5 separate regions of the Mus musculus genome follow, and all the other regions are linked to region 2. The links are chromatin contacts, called in public HiChIP or PLAC-seq and promoter capture Hi-C maps. All regions are on one chromosome and are shown on one strand. Each heading gives the region's core, a stretch centred on a gene start, on an enhancer-like site or on the middle of the called end of the contact. The rest is flanking DNA. Distances are from core to core; before and after follow the strand shown. Region 1 has its middle 10 kb from the start of Gm33033. Region 2 holds the start of Slc9a8 (solute carrier family 9 (sodium/hydrogen exchanger), member 8). Region 3 overlaps Kcnb1 (potassium voltage gated channel, Shab-related subfamily, member 1). Region 4 holds the start of Ddx27 (DEAD box helicase 27). Region 5 holds the start of Stau1 (staufen double-stranded RNA binding protein 1).

The links. Promoter capture Hi-C pulls out the DNA fragments that hold promoters and counts their contacts. HiChIP or PLAC-seq counts read pairs in DNA pulled down with a chosen protein or histone mark. Capture Hi-C pulls out chosen DNA fragments and counts their contacts.
Region 1: an H3K4me3 HiChIP or PLAC-seq map of bone marrow-derived macrophages shows a contact between it and region 2, with 6 times the contacts expected there. The contact joins the enhancer-like site here to the promoter of Slc9a8 in region 2. A contact is called at or near these places in 1 of 39 promoter capture datasets (hippocampal neurons), 4 of 484 Hi-C or Micro-C datasets (CD4 T cells, the G1E-ER4 cell line, the N1E-115 cell line and 1 more) and 2 of 115 datasets of contacts at active chromatin or transcription factors (bone marrow-derived macrophages and pancreatic cancer cells).
Region 3: a contact with region 2 is called in a promoter capture Hi-C map of hippocampal neurons, with 2.8 times the contacts expected there. The contact joins the enhancer-like site here to the promoter of Slc9a8 in region 2. A contact is called at or near these places in 3 of 39 promoter capture datasets (cranial neural crest, hippocampal neurons and liver), 3 of 484 Hi-C or Micro-C datasets (cardiomyocytes, cerebellum and nephron progenitors), 15 of 115 datasets of contacts at active chromatin or transcription factors (the NIH/3T3 cell line, astrocytes, craniofacial prominence and 11 more) and 1 of 9 other capture datasets (liver).
Region 4: a contact with region 2 is called in a promoter capture Hi-C map of embryonic stem cells, with 2.1 times the contacts expected there. The contact joins the promoter of Ddx27 here to the promoter of Slc9a8 in region 2. A contact is called at or near these places in 8 of 39 promoter capture datasets (the C10 cell line, the HPC-7 cell line, cranial neural crest and 4 more), 1 of 15 datasets of contacts at CTCF or cohesin (large pre-B cells), 1 of 484 Hi-C or Micro-C datasets (embryonic stem cells), 9 of 115 datasets of contacts at active chromatin or transcription factors (astrocytes, embryonic stem cells, epiblast stem cells and 4 more) and 4 of 9 other capture datasets (adipose tissue, embryonic stem cells, macrophages and 1 more).
Region 5: a promoter capture Hi-C map of pancreatic islet shows a contact between it and region 2. The contact joins the promoter of Stau1 here to the promoter of Slc9a8 in region 2. A contact is called at or near these places in 5 of 39 promoter capture datasets (the C10 cell line, the HPC-7 cell line, hippocampal neurons and 2 more), 6 of 115 datasets of contacts at active chromatin or transcription factors (cardiomyocytes, embryonic stem cells, large pre-B cells and 2 more) and 2 of 9 other capture datasets (embryonic stem cells and pancreatic islet).

What each region holds. Positions count from the first base shown.
Region 1 is chr2:167,886,641-167,889,494 of GRCm38.p6, forward strand. No RefSeq gene overlaps it. Among named protein-coding and RNA genes, the nearest start is that of Gm33033, 10 kb to the left of the region's middle. Within about 2 kb of position 1,526, at least 62 of the 459 cell types and tissues checked have an H3K27ac peak or open chromatin away from gene starts, as enhancers often do. A contact at or near this core is called in the G1E-ER4 cell line and bone marrow-derived macrophages, where this site is marked.
Region 2 is chr2:167,420,276-167,422,975 of GRCm38.p6, forward strand. Slc9a8 (solute carrier family 9 (sodium/hydrogen exchanger), member 8) reads left to right here and starts at 1,435. Exons shown (of 17, transcript NM_148929.3): 1 at 1,435-1,490. The coding sequence starts at 1,477.
Region 3 is chr2:167,122,625-167,125,461 of GRCm38.p6, forward strand. The region is part of intron 1 of Kcnb1 (potassium voltage gated channel, Shab-related subfamily, member 1); the gene reads right to left. Among named protein-coding and RNA genes, the nearest start is that of Gm52568, 5.4 kb to the right of the region's middle. Within about 2 kb of position 1,462, at least 40 of the 459 cell types and tissues checked have an H3K27ac peak or open chromatin away from gene starts, as enhancers often do. A contact at or near this core is called in forebrain and hippocampal neurons, where this site is marked.
Region 4 is chr2:167,013,968-167,016,667 of GRCm38.p6, forward strand. It overlaps Ddx27 (DEAD box helicase 27), which reads left to right and starts at 1,346. Exons shown (of 21, transcript NM_153065.3): 1 at 1,346-1,459. The coding sequence starts at 1,367.
Region 5 is chr2:166,994,814-166,997,557 of GRCm38.p6, forward strand. It overlaps Stau1 (staufen double-stranded RNA binding protein 1), which reads right to left and starts at 1,486. Exons shown (of 12, transcript NM_001109906.2): 1 at 1,221-1,486.

The DNA of each region.
Region 1 (2,854 bases), core at 276-2,775, 470 kb after region 2:
TAGCTGTGCTGATCGGGTGCACAGCTCACGTTTCTGCCACGAGGGGCACTTGTATGTATCTCAAGAACAGGAAGCAGCACCAAGAACCTTGTTTCAGAGCCTGGCTCAGTCACTGCTGAGTATGGGACCTTGGGCCAGTTGGTCACTTCTCCTCTTGAGCCTCAGTTTCCTGCCCTGTCTCTGTTTGGTTCCTCGCTTCATAGAACCCTCAGAAGTTTCCAAGAGACGGGGTCTGGGGGGATGGCTTGTTGGGTAAGAAGACCAGAGTTCAATTCCCAGAGGCCACATACAACATAAAAGCTAAGTGTGGGTTCCAGAAGTGTGTGACCCCAGGGCTGGGGAGGCGGAGACAGACCTGTGAACCCCTGAGGCTCACTGGGCAGACAGCCTAGCCTACTCAGTAGCTCCAGGCAGGGAGAGACCCCACCACACACACAAACAACAAGGTCAGGACTGGAGAGGTGGCTTGATGTCTAAGAGCAGCCAGGTTCAGCTCCCAGCACATACATGGCTCATAACCAGCTGTGACTCCAGCCCCAGGAGATCCAGCGTCCTCTTCCAGCCTCCTTAGACTCTGCATATGTGTGCTATGCATTCACAAAGATTCAAAGTGGGGGAAAAAATCAGCTGACGTGGTGATAAATGCCTTTAGCCAGGTGGATCTCTGTGAATCTGAGGCCAGCCTGATCTGTAAAGCAAGCTCCAGGCCAACCAGGGCTACATTGTGAGACCTTGTCTGAAAAAAAAAAAAAATCTAAAAATAAATAACTAAACGAAAAGGGTGGAAGGTATCTAAGGACTGGCAGCTGAGGCTGTTCTCTGGCCCACACTAGACACACAAGTGAGCATACAGAAACCACGTTTTAAAACAGGGAGATTATAAAGCACGAGGGAACTCAGAAAGAATTGCTTGCATACAGCACATTTCCCCAGAAGCAGAGGGGGAGGTGGGGGGCCAGGTCTAGGATTCCACTTGAGGTAGACAGACCTTGAAGACCCAGAGCTCTGGACCTTTGCGACCGAAACCCCGCCCATCTTTTGCTCTATTGGTCGGTTACCTGCAACCTCCCCCAGGTTCCTATCACCTCTTCCTATACGATCTCATTGGTGCAGTTGCTCAAAAGGCTCAAGGGACGGGAGTTTGTGTCCTTCTGACTCCGGCCCCCCAGATAGCTCTAGGTGCTTCCACACATCTCTATGCAGGCTGCAGGGGATGTGTCCCGCTCAGTCCCGTTTACCAAGGGTCCGATGACAAGATTGCTGCCTTGCCACCCGAGTCTGTCCTGGAGACTTTTCCTATTATTAACCGTCCTTTGCTTGGGGAGTGGGACCTGTGCTGTTTATGTATCTGTCCCCTACGATGGCTCAGAGCCACTTAGGTCAGCTGTAGATTCAGAGTCTACCCGAGATAAGATCGCCCTTCCCTAAGCTCCTCCCCTTTCCGAGCCCCGCCTTCTGCTGGCTGTGTTTGGGCTTTTACAGACTTTTTTTTTTCAAATTGACTTTGGCTTCTTGGCCTGAACTCTGAAGTGCTTGCTGATAAGATACGAGCTTGGCTGAGGCTGAGGGGCTGAGAGAGAGGGAAGGCAGGGAGCACAGGGGGCAGGAGAGGCGGGGCTTGGAGACGAAGTACCTAGTAACTGTGGGCAGTGGGCTGTGTGTCCTTGGTGGTGGGTCACGGTCTGCCTTAGGAGGAAAAGAAGTTGGTGGTGGCCACACCCCAGCCGTGGGCCCCCAGTTTCTCACTACCTCCTAGGGCAGCTAGATCAAACATGTGGCCATCTTTGCAGCTTCCCGAGCTAAACCAGACCCTCTGGGCAAGTTAGAGCAACGTCCCACAGGTCTGAAGGCATAGCCCAAAGAGATTTGCACCCTTCTGGCAAAGAAGCTGATTCCACGAGTACCCACATGGCGTGGTAGGCCGAATGTCACTATTTCAACCGTGCGGATATACATCCATGGTCAACTCTTTGTGGTGTTTGCCTGCTAGACAGTGATCTGGGCTAGAACAGGGGACTAAACCCATCCAGAGGGCTGAGAGAGAAGGATGCTGGACTGGGGAAGGGCTCCGTTGGTAGTGCGAATGGTCAGCTTGCTCAACATGCAAGGCTGATTCCATCCCTGGTGTGGCATAAACCAAGCACAGTGGTGCTGTGTGGATCTCAGCACTCCGCAAGCTGGAACCGGAGAGTCAGAACTTTAAAGTCACCCTTGCTGGCCTGGGTTTCATGAGGCTCTGTCACCAAAAATGTGCTTGTGATCTGGTGTGTAGGTGGACAGGTAGGTAGCAGGTCAGAGCAGGGGACACTGCAAGGCCTCCCCAGGCATGTCAGGTCCTGCTTGAACTCTCTGGCTCCCCAGGAAATCTAAAACGCTGAAGGCCACCACCCAGTCCTGCCCCTCCCTAGCCAGAGTCCAGAGCGCTGGTCTCTGCCTGCTGCCCTCACCTCCCACCTCCCACTCACGTCAGCTCCTCCTCCCGGATGCTCCAAACGATCCAGGTCCCTCTTCCAGAGGATCATCTGTAGCCACAGCCTCCCTGACCAAGCTCCGGTTTGCATGAATGGCCAGGATGGCCAGAGCCCAGGCTCTGTGGGTGACCCAGTAGTATCCCATGCTACCTCAGTTCCCCCATCTGGAGAGCAGGCAGTGATAGTACATATGTCACATCGGGATGGGAGGAAGATGACAGTTAACACACATGTTTAGAGGTGCCAGGCATCAGTCAGCGCCATTATTACACCCGGCTCCCCATCCCACCCCCCAAAGCCTCAACACGGTTCACTTCACATCTGGCAGACAAACTAAAGTGACCCCCAGATATGTTCATGAAGATGATTAGGGGAAGGAGGGC
Region 2 (2,700 bases), core at 185-2,684:
GCACACATTAATTGTGCTGGAATTTTTGTTCTCAGCTAATGTGTGAGGCTTCCCTTGTTCGTTTAATTTTATCTTGCCTTATACCTGGCTTTCCTAGTTCCTTTGTATAGTCTGAACCCCACAAGGTACATCTCAGCATACAGTAGGTCTCTACAGAGAACTTGGGCATGTTAGCTGAATGGAAGACCACCTGCCTGCCATATGTGTTGCCCTAGGTTCCACCCCTGTACAGAAGTAGACAGATGCCTGAATGGGGGTGGGGAGGGGTGTCTCTCACCCTCCAGTCCCAACTGCTCAAGAGGATGAGACAGAAGGATCGTTCTTTGGGAAAGTGACATATCTGTTAAGCGTTATTAAGTGGGGGGGGGGGGGGGAACTACCTAGGGTGGAAGGGGCCCTGAAGGAGAACACCCAGAAGGTCCCATAAAGACCTCAGCAGTACCAGGCCAGTTTTAAGCAATACAGACTAGACAGTTCAAGTTATCTTCGGTGTTGAAAGCCCAGTGGGCAATGCGCTTGCTACGCAAGCACGAGGACCTCAGTTGGTATTCCCAACATCCACACAGAAGCCAGGGATAGCTGTTGGCATCTGTAACCATAGGGACAGGGAGACTGAGAAGGAGGATCCCTGGGAGTTGTTGGCTAGCCACTATGTCGCGTCCCTAGTTTCAGGTTCACTGTCTCATAACTAAGGTGGAGCGTGAGTAAGGAAGACATCTGATAACCTGGGACCTCCTAATGTACCCCACCCACCCCCGCACACACAAAGGTTAAGAAAAATTTGTTGGGATAGTTCAATGAGTAAAGGCGGTGCCGCCAACCCGTATTACCAGAGTTCAATGCCGAGGACCAACACGGAGGAAGGCGAGAATGAAACCCCTCAAGTTGTCCTGGATCTCATTTTCACATCTACCACACCAACCAATAAACCAATGGGGAATGTCCAACCTCTGCCTTGCTAGCTCTCAACTTTTATAATCGGAGTAAGTACACTGTCTAGCGTTTCAAAGACCCTCTGTCTACTCTCCCCACAGCAGGGGAAACTGAGGCCGCCTCGGAACGCGCCTGCGGACTCCCTCCGCTCCGCACAGCCGGCCCGGACGCCCAGAGAAACCACTTTCCCCCATTCTGAGCCCTGGGATTCTCACGCGGGGCGGACGGCTTGGCTCACAGCTGAGTCACCCAGATCTCAAAAGTTTCCTCCAAATCTTTCCCGCCCGGGGACCGGAAAAAAAAAAAAAAAAAAAAGTCCGGATGTCCCAAGGCCAGATCGTCACACAGCCTGGCCGGAAAAAGCCCACAGAAAGCCCCAGAGGTCGTCCCACTCCCAGGCCACAGAGAGGACAGCGCAGAGGGTCGCCCTGGGAGGCCAAGCCCCGCCCCTGCCCGCAGCGGAAACCGGAAGCAGCCGCCGGCCCCGCTAGCCCTGCGGCGCCGAACTCTGTAGTCTCGGAAGCTCGCAGGATAGGGGAGAAGATGGCGGAGGAGGAGTGAGTGCGCGGCTTCGGGTAGCGGAGGCGGCAGGGCCGGGCCGGCGGGCGACAGCGGGCCTGGAGCGCCCGGGTGGAGTGGCGCGGGCCCACCTAGCCAGGGTTGGCGGGGGGCGGGATGAGAACATGGGCCCTGAGGCCTCCCGGAGGTCCGACATTGCTGACCACGCGCAGGCCTGGCGGAAGCCGCGAACGTCCTTCCTGCTCCCGGTTTCCGGTTATCTCAGGGTTCCCTGGCTCTCCTCCTCCTGATCCAGGAAGTTCTCCCGTTGCCACGAGCAGCCCCTGGCATCCCCCGTAACCATCAGCAACCTTCATTGTTCTTGTCTGCCCCCAGCAGGTTTCTTTGATTCATTGACTGCTAGTTGACCGTTTTTCTCGGCCCTGGGCGTCAGGAGCCGCCCGCAGGGAGCCGCCACGAGGCTTTAGTGGGAGACTTTTGTGTGGACTGGGTGTTTTTGGACCTTGCCAGATGCTTGGATGGAAATTGGGTAGCATGAGGGAAGAGGAGCCCACCCTAGGTGGGAGAAAGACGTCTCGTGACCCGCAGCTTGAAATCTTAGAGGAGAGATGGGGAAGATGACGTGTTAAAAAGGCCCGAGTCCATCTTCATGCTTGGCAGGACACTGTTGTGTGTTACAAATTCTCTCTTTGAAATGAGCCCCAGAAAATTAACAAGGAACCCCTTAATTGATACCGAACTTTAACTAAGAGCATTTCAGGTAGCTCTTCGGCCACTGAGGAGCGAAAGTCATTAGATCTTGTTGTGTAGCTGTACTGTCCCAGACATTCACATAGTCTCAGCAGGACAAGATAAAAGAGGTAATACAGAGCCAAATGCTTTGAGATGTGGGCTTGAAGCTTGATCAGTTTATGGGGTCCTGGAATGAGGCAGTGCTCAGTGGTCACAATTCCATCACTACTACATTAGTTTACAGACCTAACCTTAAGAGCACAGGCGGAAGCCTTGCATAGAGTGGGATGTTCCAGAGCAGGAAACTTGAGCCATTTGAGATTCCAGAAGGGTTTGGTAGGGTAGGTTAGGGCATTCTAGGGAGAAAAACGGGGCAGATTCAGCTGACTTGGTCAGTTAAAGGCTGGAATCTTGCCCACCATTCCTGAGGTCAATCCCTAGTTTAGTCAAACACACACACTGCACCCAAAATTCAAGGAGATTGTAGACTAGGAAAGTAAATAATACTGAAACTGG
Region 3 (2,837 bases), core at 212-2,711, 300 kb before region 2:
TGAGAAGCTGGAACATTGGCAGTCACAACCCCATTGACAAAGGACTGGTGGTGGCGGCACAAGCCTTTAATCTTGGCACTTGGGGGTGGGGGACAGAGGCAGGAGGATCTCTGAGTTCAAAGACAGCCTGGTCTATGGAGTGAGTTCCAAGACAGCCAGGGCTACACAGAGAAAGCCTGTCTTGAAAACTAAACAACAAACAGAATCAAAACCCAACCAAATAAATCCCCCCTCTATACAACTATCAAACTTCCCAGTGGAGTCCAGTGGCTTCCCAACGCACTGTGGTGATCTTGGGCATCCTGCCAGGGATTTCTCTACTTTTTGCTCAGCCCTCGCCCCTCCTTGCGTTCAACAACCCCAGAGCCTTTCGCACACCAGACAAGCACTCCACAACTGACATTTATCTCTGATCCCTAAAACAAGGGTTAAAAAAAATGTTCTCACTAAATTGCTCAGGCTGGCCTTTAACCGTTATCCTCCTGTCTCCAGCTTCTGAACAGCTGGGATCGCAGGCTTCGACATCCAAGGCAGTCCAGCATGAATCGCTGGACTGTCAGGCCACACCACATCTCAGAAGCTTCAAGAAAAAAAACAACCAACCAACCAACCAACCAACCCTCCAAGATTCAAAGTTCTCAGTAGAGTGCCCACCAAAGTGGGCATGGTCACCCACCATCAACTATCATGCAAATTCAAAACGCCTTACATCAAATCATTCCCAGACAGGGCATGCAGAAAATATTTCAAAGGGGATTTCTTTGTTTTGTAGATAAGGTCTTGGTAGCTCAGGTTGAACTAAATCTTTCAAATCTCCTGGTTTAGTCTACCGGGTGTTGGAATTTCAGGCATGTTCCATGGTGCTTGGTATATAGTTTTTAAAGGTTCTAGGTAAATTTCCCAGTTGCTAGAGTGCTGGGCTAGCATGCAGGGAGGCCTGCCCTCAGTTTGAAGCAGCCTATGCCTGCCATCCCAGCACTTGGTGGGATGGTGGCAAGAAGACCAGCCTTGGATACATAGCAGATTCCAGGGTAGTCTGTGTTACATGAGATCCTATCTCCACAAGATTTAATACAAAATACAAGATGTTTGGATCAGTAGTACAAGGCTCACCTAGCTCGTGAGATGCCTTTCAATCTATACACACACATTACAGATGCACGCACGGACATGCCATTAAAACAATCTGTAATGAATAAAATACTCTAATTAAAAAACAGAATCTGAGAAAAGTGGTAGATGAACAGTGATCTTGTGCCCAGGGTGAGTCCCTCAGTCTCCCTGAGAGCAGCAGGCCCCTCTTCTGTAACCCCCAGCCTGGTGAGCGCGGAGAGCAGTCTCCTGCCTCCACTGCGGATCTTGGAAAGCATGGTTAAATACAGGCTCCCTCCAGCACTGGTCTGTAACGCAGGAGGCAGACAGGCCTGTCATCAGTGCTGGGCAGCTGGGGCGGCTGGCGGTTGCTAAGCTCCACACCCCAGCTTCAAATAAGCTCTGGAGTTCCCAACACGCCGCCGGTGTCAACTGCTTCCCAGAGGCCTCTTTTGGAAACGGCTTTGCAGAAAGTGGCACAGACAGCTATTTCTGCCCCAAGGCAGAAAAAATGAGTTTGTGGCAGGGTGCCAAGCCCCAGCCCCGCCCCTCACTGCTCTGTGGCCTTGGGTAAGTCAGGACCCTTTCTGAGCCTGCTTCCATCTATCCCTGGCAGAGAAGATTAGAAACCATATGTAGGCTACTTTGTCATTGGTTTGCCACCATAAATAAACAGTACATCTCTCTCTCTTTCCCTCTCTCTCTGTGTGTGCCTGTGCGTGTATGCGTGCCCGTGACCTGTGAGGCCAGAAAAAGGCTTTGCCAGATCCCTAGGACCTGGGGTCACAGGTGGTTGTAAGCTGACTGATCTGAGTGTTGGGCGCCAAACCCAGATCCTCTGGAAGAGCAGTCAGTGCTCTTAACCACTAAGCCATCTCTCCAGTCCCCACAAGGAATCTGTCCCTACGTTTTGAAAGTAAGATCCACAGGACACAGGAGCTAGACATTGTCAAAAGCCAACAATTTCATTTACTTCATTTTTTCTTCTTTTTGAGACAGCGTCTTGCCGCTTAGCCCAGGCTATCCCTGAACTCATTATGTAACCTAGGCTATCCCTGCACTTCTCATCCTTCTCCTTAAGCTGCCCAGGTGCTGGCATCCCAGGGGCACATCACCACGCCCCACTTCAAGGTCAGCAATAACTAGCTTCTTTGTCTGTGCCATCTCCCTCGCCAGGGCAGGAGAGCGAGCAGTTCACACAGGGCAGAGGGTATAAGGCGGAGGGAGGGAGGAGGGGAAAGGATCTTAGTGGCTTCTTCTGAACAGAGAAAATGAATTCTCAGAAGGTCCCTGCGCTCTGACACAGTGCCCCCGAGAAAGGCCCTTGTCACCTGCAACTTCTGTAGACCATTTCTAAGGCTCTCTGTCCTCTCAGCTGCGGTCACCACACACACCTGGGAGCAGCATTGTCCCCAAGCTGGCTAGTGCACTCAGAGCTGCCGAGACATCCACCGTGGGTAGCGTCAGGGCTGCTGCTTCCCTGGACCCTTTGCCTGGTGCTTTCGAGGTCTGTTGAGCACCCAGGACTAATTAGCCAAGGATGTGTGAGCATGAGGAAGGGGCCCTGACAGAGGCCCTGTGAACAACCCATCAATCAGCCACCAGCTAGCAACCAAGTCATCCTCCCAGGTCTGGCTGTCACTTGGGGTTGGGTTTAAGATTCCAACTAAGTGTTCTGAGAATCCATAAGGATGTTCCATGATAGCAGAGGATGCCACAGGCAGGAGCGAGCAGAAGCTGAGATT
Region 4 (2,700 bases), core at 96-2,595, 410 kb before region 2:
GCTGGCTTGAACTCAGAAATCTGCCTGCCTCTGCCTCCCAAGTGCTGGGATTAAAGGCATGTGTCACCATGCCTGGCTTTTTTTTTTTTTTTTTTTTTCTGAGACAGGATTTCTCTATATAGCCCTGGCTGTCCCAGAACTCACTTTGTATACCAGACTGGTCTCAAACTCAGAAATCTGCCTGCCTCTGCCTCCCAAGTACCCGTACTTTTAATGTTTTTTTTTTTTTTTTTTTAAGATTTTATTTATTTATTTATTTATTATATATAAGTACACTGTCGCTGTCTTCAGACACTCCAGAAGAGGGAGTCAGATTTTGTTACGGATGGTTGTGAGCCACCATGTGGTTGCTGGGATTTGAACTCTGGACCTTCGGAAGAACAGTCGGGTGCTCTTACCCACTGAGCCATCTCACCAGCCCATACCCGTACTTTTAATAATGGTTCATAAATGCTTTAACCTCTCTTGTAGTCTACTACTCACCAGAGGCAGTGGAAAAGAAGGGATACAGACCAAAAGGTCCAGAGTTCAAATCCCATCAACCACATGGTGGCTCACAACCATCCGTAACAAGATCTGACTCCCTCTTCTGGTGGGTCTGAAGACAGCTACAGTGTACTTACATATAATAATAAATAAATCTTTAAAAAAAAAAAAAGAAAAGAAAATAGAACTTACAATTCGACCATCCTTAAAATATTATCTATTATTTAAACTTTTATGTGCCTGCATCATGCCTGCATACATGTCTGTGCACCAGATGTTCCCAGTGGCCGCAGAGGTCAGATACGGAGTTACAGACAGCTGTGAGCCACCTTGTGGGTGCTAGGAATCAAACCTGGGTCTTCTGCAGGAGCAACCAGTGCTCTTAGCCACTAAACCAGCCCTCCAGGAATCCAGCCCCCTGTTAATTATTATAATTGTGTATACAGAGGGGCGTGTTCACTTGAAAAGGGTGTGAAGATCAGAGGACAACTCTGGATTCCGAGCTCTTCTTTCCCCTTGTAGGTACCGGGATCGCACTCAGGAGTAGTGTGGCCTTTGCCATGCTGAGCCAGATGGCAGCCCTGACTACCATTTTGTTGTTAAGTTCCCAAATGTACACATACTTCTAATTTTTCCCTCACCTTTACACACTCTCAGACTTCTATTTCTTTCCCAAAACAAAGTAGTTTTCTAATCTAAACAACGCCCCACCCATTTGATTTTATTATTGGAAACCACGCAGGCCCGCGAAGTCTCAAAGTGCCGCCCCCGAGCGGAAGTGACGTGAAGCACATGCGCGCGACGCCGAGCGGGTCGCGGAAAAGGCGGGTCGTGTCGGCGCGCCGCACTCGCTACGTCCGGAAGTGGCTGCTTCTTCAGCATGCTGGCGGAGCTCGGCTTCATCCGGACCATCGGCGAGAATGACGAGGTGCCGGTTGAGCCCGAGTCGGACTCCGGAGACGAGGAGGAGGAGGTAGGAGCCGGCGGGAGAAGGGGCCGTGGGCGGGAGCGGCCGGGAACCAGCTGCGGGCCCCAGGCCCTCCTCAGCGTGCTCAGGTGTCCCCATGCAGGCCGTGTCACCAAGCTGTGCGGAGTCGAACTTCGCAGGCGAAGTCAGTCTTGCTTCCTGCCCAGTCGGGGACACATGCTCCCACCTATCCATCAAGCCTCCCAAGGGGGTTCTAGTGATGCTAGGCGGTGGGGATGTAGCCCTGAGAAAGTGGCTCCAGGGTGAGTGGCGAGAGAAAAAGACCCAAACCCAAACTCTCAGTGCCTCACACCGGCGTCAGCCAGCCTCACACGACACTAAGGATGGCCCAGGCCCTCTGCAGTCCGATTCCGAGAAAGCTGATGTCTAAGGCTCCAGTCTTTAAGGATGTTGCTGGGAGGTCGTTTGGAGCTCTGCTGGTCAGTTTAGGCGTCTGTCCAAGGCTTCTATCCCTCTGTCCATCCACACTCCGGTCTTTGCAAGTCCCACCCGCACACCTGCAAACCTGTGCCCCTCACATACTTCAGTTTCCAGCTTGGTGGTCTCCTTACCAAGTAGCTGAGTGGTCTCAGTGGTCTGAGTGGTTCCAGCCATGCAGCTAAGTTTTTGTGGCTTTCAGAGTCAGGCCAGGCTCTGTTGTCTTTTCTGCCATTTGACCCTCAGCAGCCTTCCTTGTCCTGGCAACACCGACATACCATTCCATTTCATGTCTTAGAAACTTGTGTTCTTTTTCTGCTCAGAGCCTTTCACATCTCTACCCAGCCCACTCCCCCAGGCTTTCTCTCTATAGCCCTGGCTGTCCTGGACCTACCTCGGTAGACTTCGAACTCAGATCTGCCTGCCTCTGCCTCCTGAGTGCTGGGATTAAAGGTGTGCCCAGCTTCTCTTCACACTTCTGCTCTCTGCCTGGAAGGCTTCCCTCAGTAGTTCTCCACCTGTGGCTCCAGACCCTGGGGACCCTAGGATCTCATTTCAGATATTTACATTATGATTTATAACAGTAATGAATTATGGTTATGAAGTCTCAACGGAAATAACTTTATGGTTTGGGGTCACCACCATCTGGGTTGGGAAGGTTGTGAACCATGTGTCTAGATGTCTCAGTCTGCTCTGGCTTTTTTTCTCTCCACAACAGGAGGGTTTCATTCTGGAACCCTCCTGCTGCCTCCGCTTCCCTCCGGGCTACCACTGTACAGGACAACAGTTTTCTGATGTCTGCCATTGGC
Region 5 (2,744 bases), core at 236-2,735, 430 kb before region 2:
GCTACTCAGCCTGGTCTACAGCACAAGCTTCTTCTTCCAGGAGAGCCAGGACTGTGCCGAGAAACCACGTCTCAAGCAAGCAAGCAAGCAAGCAAGCAAACAGAATTATTACAGCTACAAGCAATTGAAAACAGTGACCTTAAAAAAGGCATACAATACAATGGGCAAAACGCAAAACGGAACAAAATAAAAGCTTCGCCCATAAGTAGGGAGGTGAGGCCAGAGCTTAAGAGAAACTGATAACTAGGGAGGGCCTCAGCTAAAGAAAGTTAAGAGCTACAGATGCGAACCAGGAAACCACGGTTTTCGAATCTTTGCATACTCCACCTCCAGAGCCTGACACACAAGAAGGCTCCAAAAAGGTCTGCTAAACCCAAGAGAAGCTTATGCCAGCAACTTTCTCATAAAAAGGAATGGCAATAAGGTTCTGGATGGTGGCAGGGAGACATGGGACAGGGTGCGGAGCCTAGGGGAGCCGGTGAAGTCCCTACAGCTGGTTTCACAGACATGATGATGGCTTTACATCCATACCCTGTCTGCTACAGTGTCCCCATTAAGCGCCCGCCCCTCTCTGGTGCCAAGCGAGCACAATGCTCAGGCACTGCCAGTGGGCACGCGGGATTCTTCTGCCTCGGAGAAAACCCTAGTGGAAAGGAAGGTCAACTTATGTTCCGTCTGCACCCTAAATTATACCTTCATATCATCTTAATAAATTATGCAAACGGCTTATTGGGACACGACGTGGGTCTGGCACACTGATAAGCACTTTACACGCCCCATTTCACTGCACAACTTCACAGCCTGAAGAGGCAGGGACCGGGTTGGGACAGGATTAATACTATTCCCCCTCCTTCTCCCCCTCATAACAGAGACACAAAGAATACGAAGTGACTGACGAAGGGGGCCGAGCCGGGAATTGGCACCTCATCCCGCGGCTCGGCACTGGCCGCGACACTGTGCATAGCACCGAAACCCGGGGGGCCTCCGGACCGACGCTGCCCCTGCCCGCCCGCGCCCCCCGCGTTAACTCCGGCACAGGGCCCACGAGCGGCGCGGAGGGCCCGCCTCCTCCGGGAAGGCCCCGCAGGCGGAGACGGGCCTGGGCCGCGGCTCGCGCGCCCGCAAGGCCTAGCCCACCCGCCGCCCACCTCCCGCTGACGCCGTGCCTGCGTGGGTCCTTCCGCGACCCGCTCCGACCCGGCCCGGACCGGCCGCCTTACCTGGCTGCTTCCCCAGAGCTCGTCCCGGGGCCGGCGGTCTTGGGCGGCGGCGAGGAGGTGAAGAAGCAAGTGAAGACGGCGAGGAAAAAGGGACCGACCAGAGGAGGGAAGAGGCGGAGTGGCGGAGGCGAAGGCGGGCGCCGCCAGGCCGGGGCTCAGAAGAAGGGGGAGCGCACACAGACGCGACGACAGCCAGCGCAAACGCTGAAGAGCGGCTCGGGGCCCGCAGCCTGGCAGGAAGTGACGGGGGAGGGGCCGCGCCCGCCCCCGGCCCCCGCCCGCCTCCATGCCGGCCCCACCCCCTACACACCGCGGCAGGAACCACAAGTCCCAGCGGGCGCCGCGTCCCGCATGCGCTCTCTAGGCACGCAAGGCCCACAAGGGCCGGGCACGGCTGCGCTGGGTCCGAGGCATGTTGGGAGTTGTAGTTTCCCAGGAGCTCGGTCTCGGCAGGGAATACAGGCCTCGCTTCCTTTCTTTTCTAGGCTTTCTGTTCCCTTCCTACAGTCACCCCTTTTTCCCTACGCTAACTTTTGTTAACCTGCTGCTGCGTGCAAGACCGAAAGCTGAGAATACAGTGAGAATGCACAAGTCCCTGCCCTTATGGAGTTTACTGGGGAAGTCAGAGTAAATGAAGTCTGAGCCGAAAACAGACAAGCACAAGTGCTGTCTGGTTCCTTTCCCGCAGCTCTAAACTGAGTGTGGTTCTGTGGACAAGAGGCTGGTGTGGGCTTGTTTAGTGTAGTCCTGGGGATTGAAGCAAACTTCTACCGCTCAGCTCCATCTTCACTAGTCTTATAGCTTGGGTTTTCTTGCCTTGGTGTTTTGAGTTCAGGCATCCACGGAGTCCAGTGCTGGCGTTGCCTGCCTGGTGTAGGAGTTTCAGGCAGTTGTGAGGTAGATCCTCTTCAAGTGTTCTTAACTGTTAGCCACCTATCTCTCCAGCCCTATAGCAACCCTTTTATGTAGCAACCCTTTTATGTAGCGGGGGAGACAGGTCTTTAGAATTAGATGGGGTCCTTACCGGAGGTTGTGGGAGCTGAGTCGCTGGCATCCTCTGGGCTTTTTTTTTTTTTAAGATTTATTTATTATTATTTGTAAGTACATTGTGAAGAGGGCATCAGATCTCATTATGGATGGTTGTGAGCCACCATGTGGTTGCTGGGAATTGAACTCAGGACCTTTAGAAGAGCAGTCAGTGCTCTTAACCGCTGAGCCATCTCTGTAGCCCCCCTCTGGGCTTATTTTAAGTGGTGCCTGTGGTTGATGCACCTAGGTAAACATCATAGCTAGATACCCAAGACTCCGGGTTCCATCCCTACCCCAAAAGGGGAAAAAAAAAAAAACCTAGCCAGTTGGTGGTGTCTGGAAACACAAACAAACAAACAAATAAATAAATAAAAATAGCATGCCTAACAGCCCAGTCTCCTTGCCAAGGCACTGTGGCTGACTTTGCATGAATTCATGATGACGTCTGCTGTAGCTAAAAAGACCCTCCTCTGACTTGCAGAGACACTGGGGGGC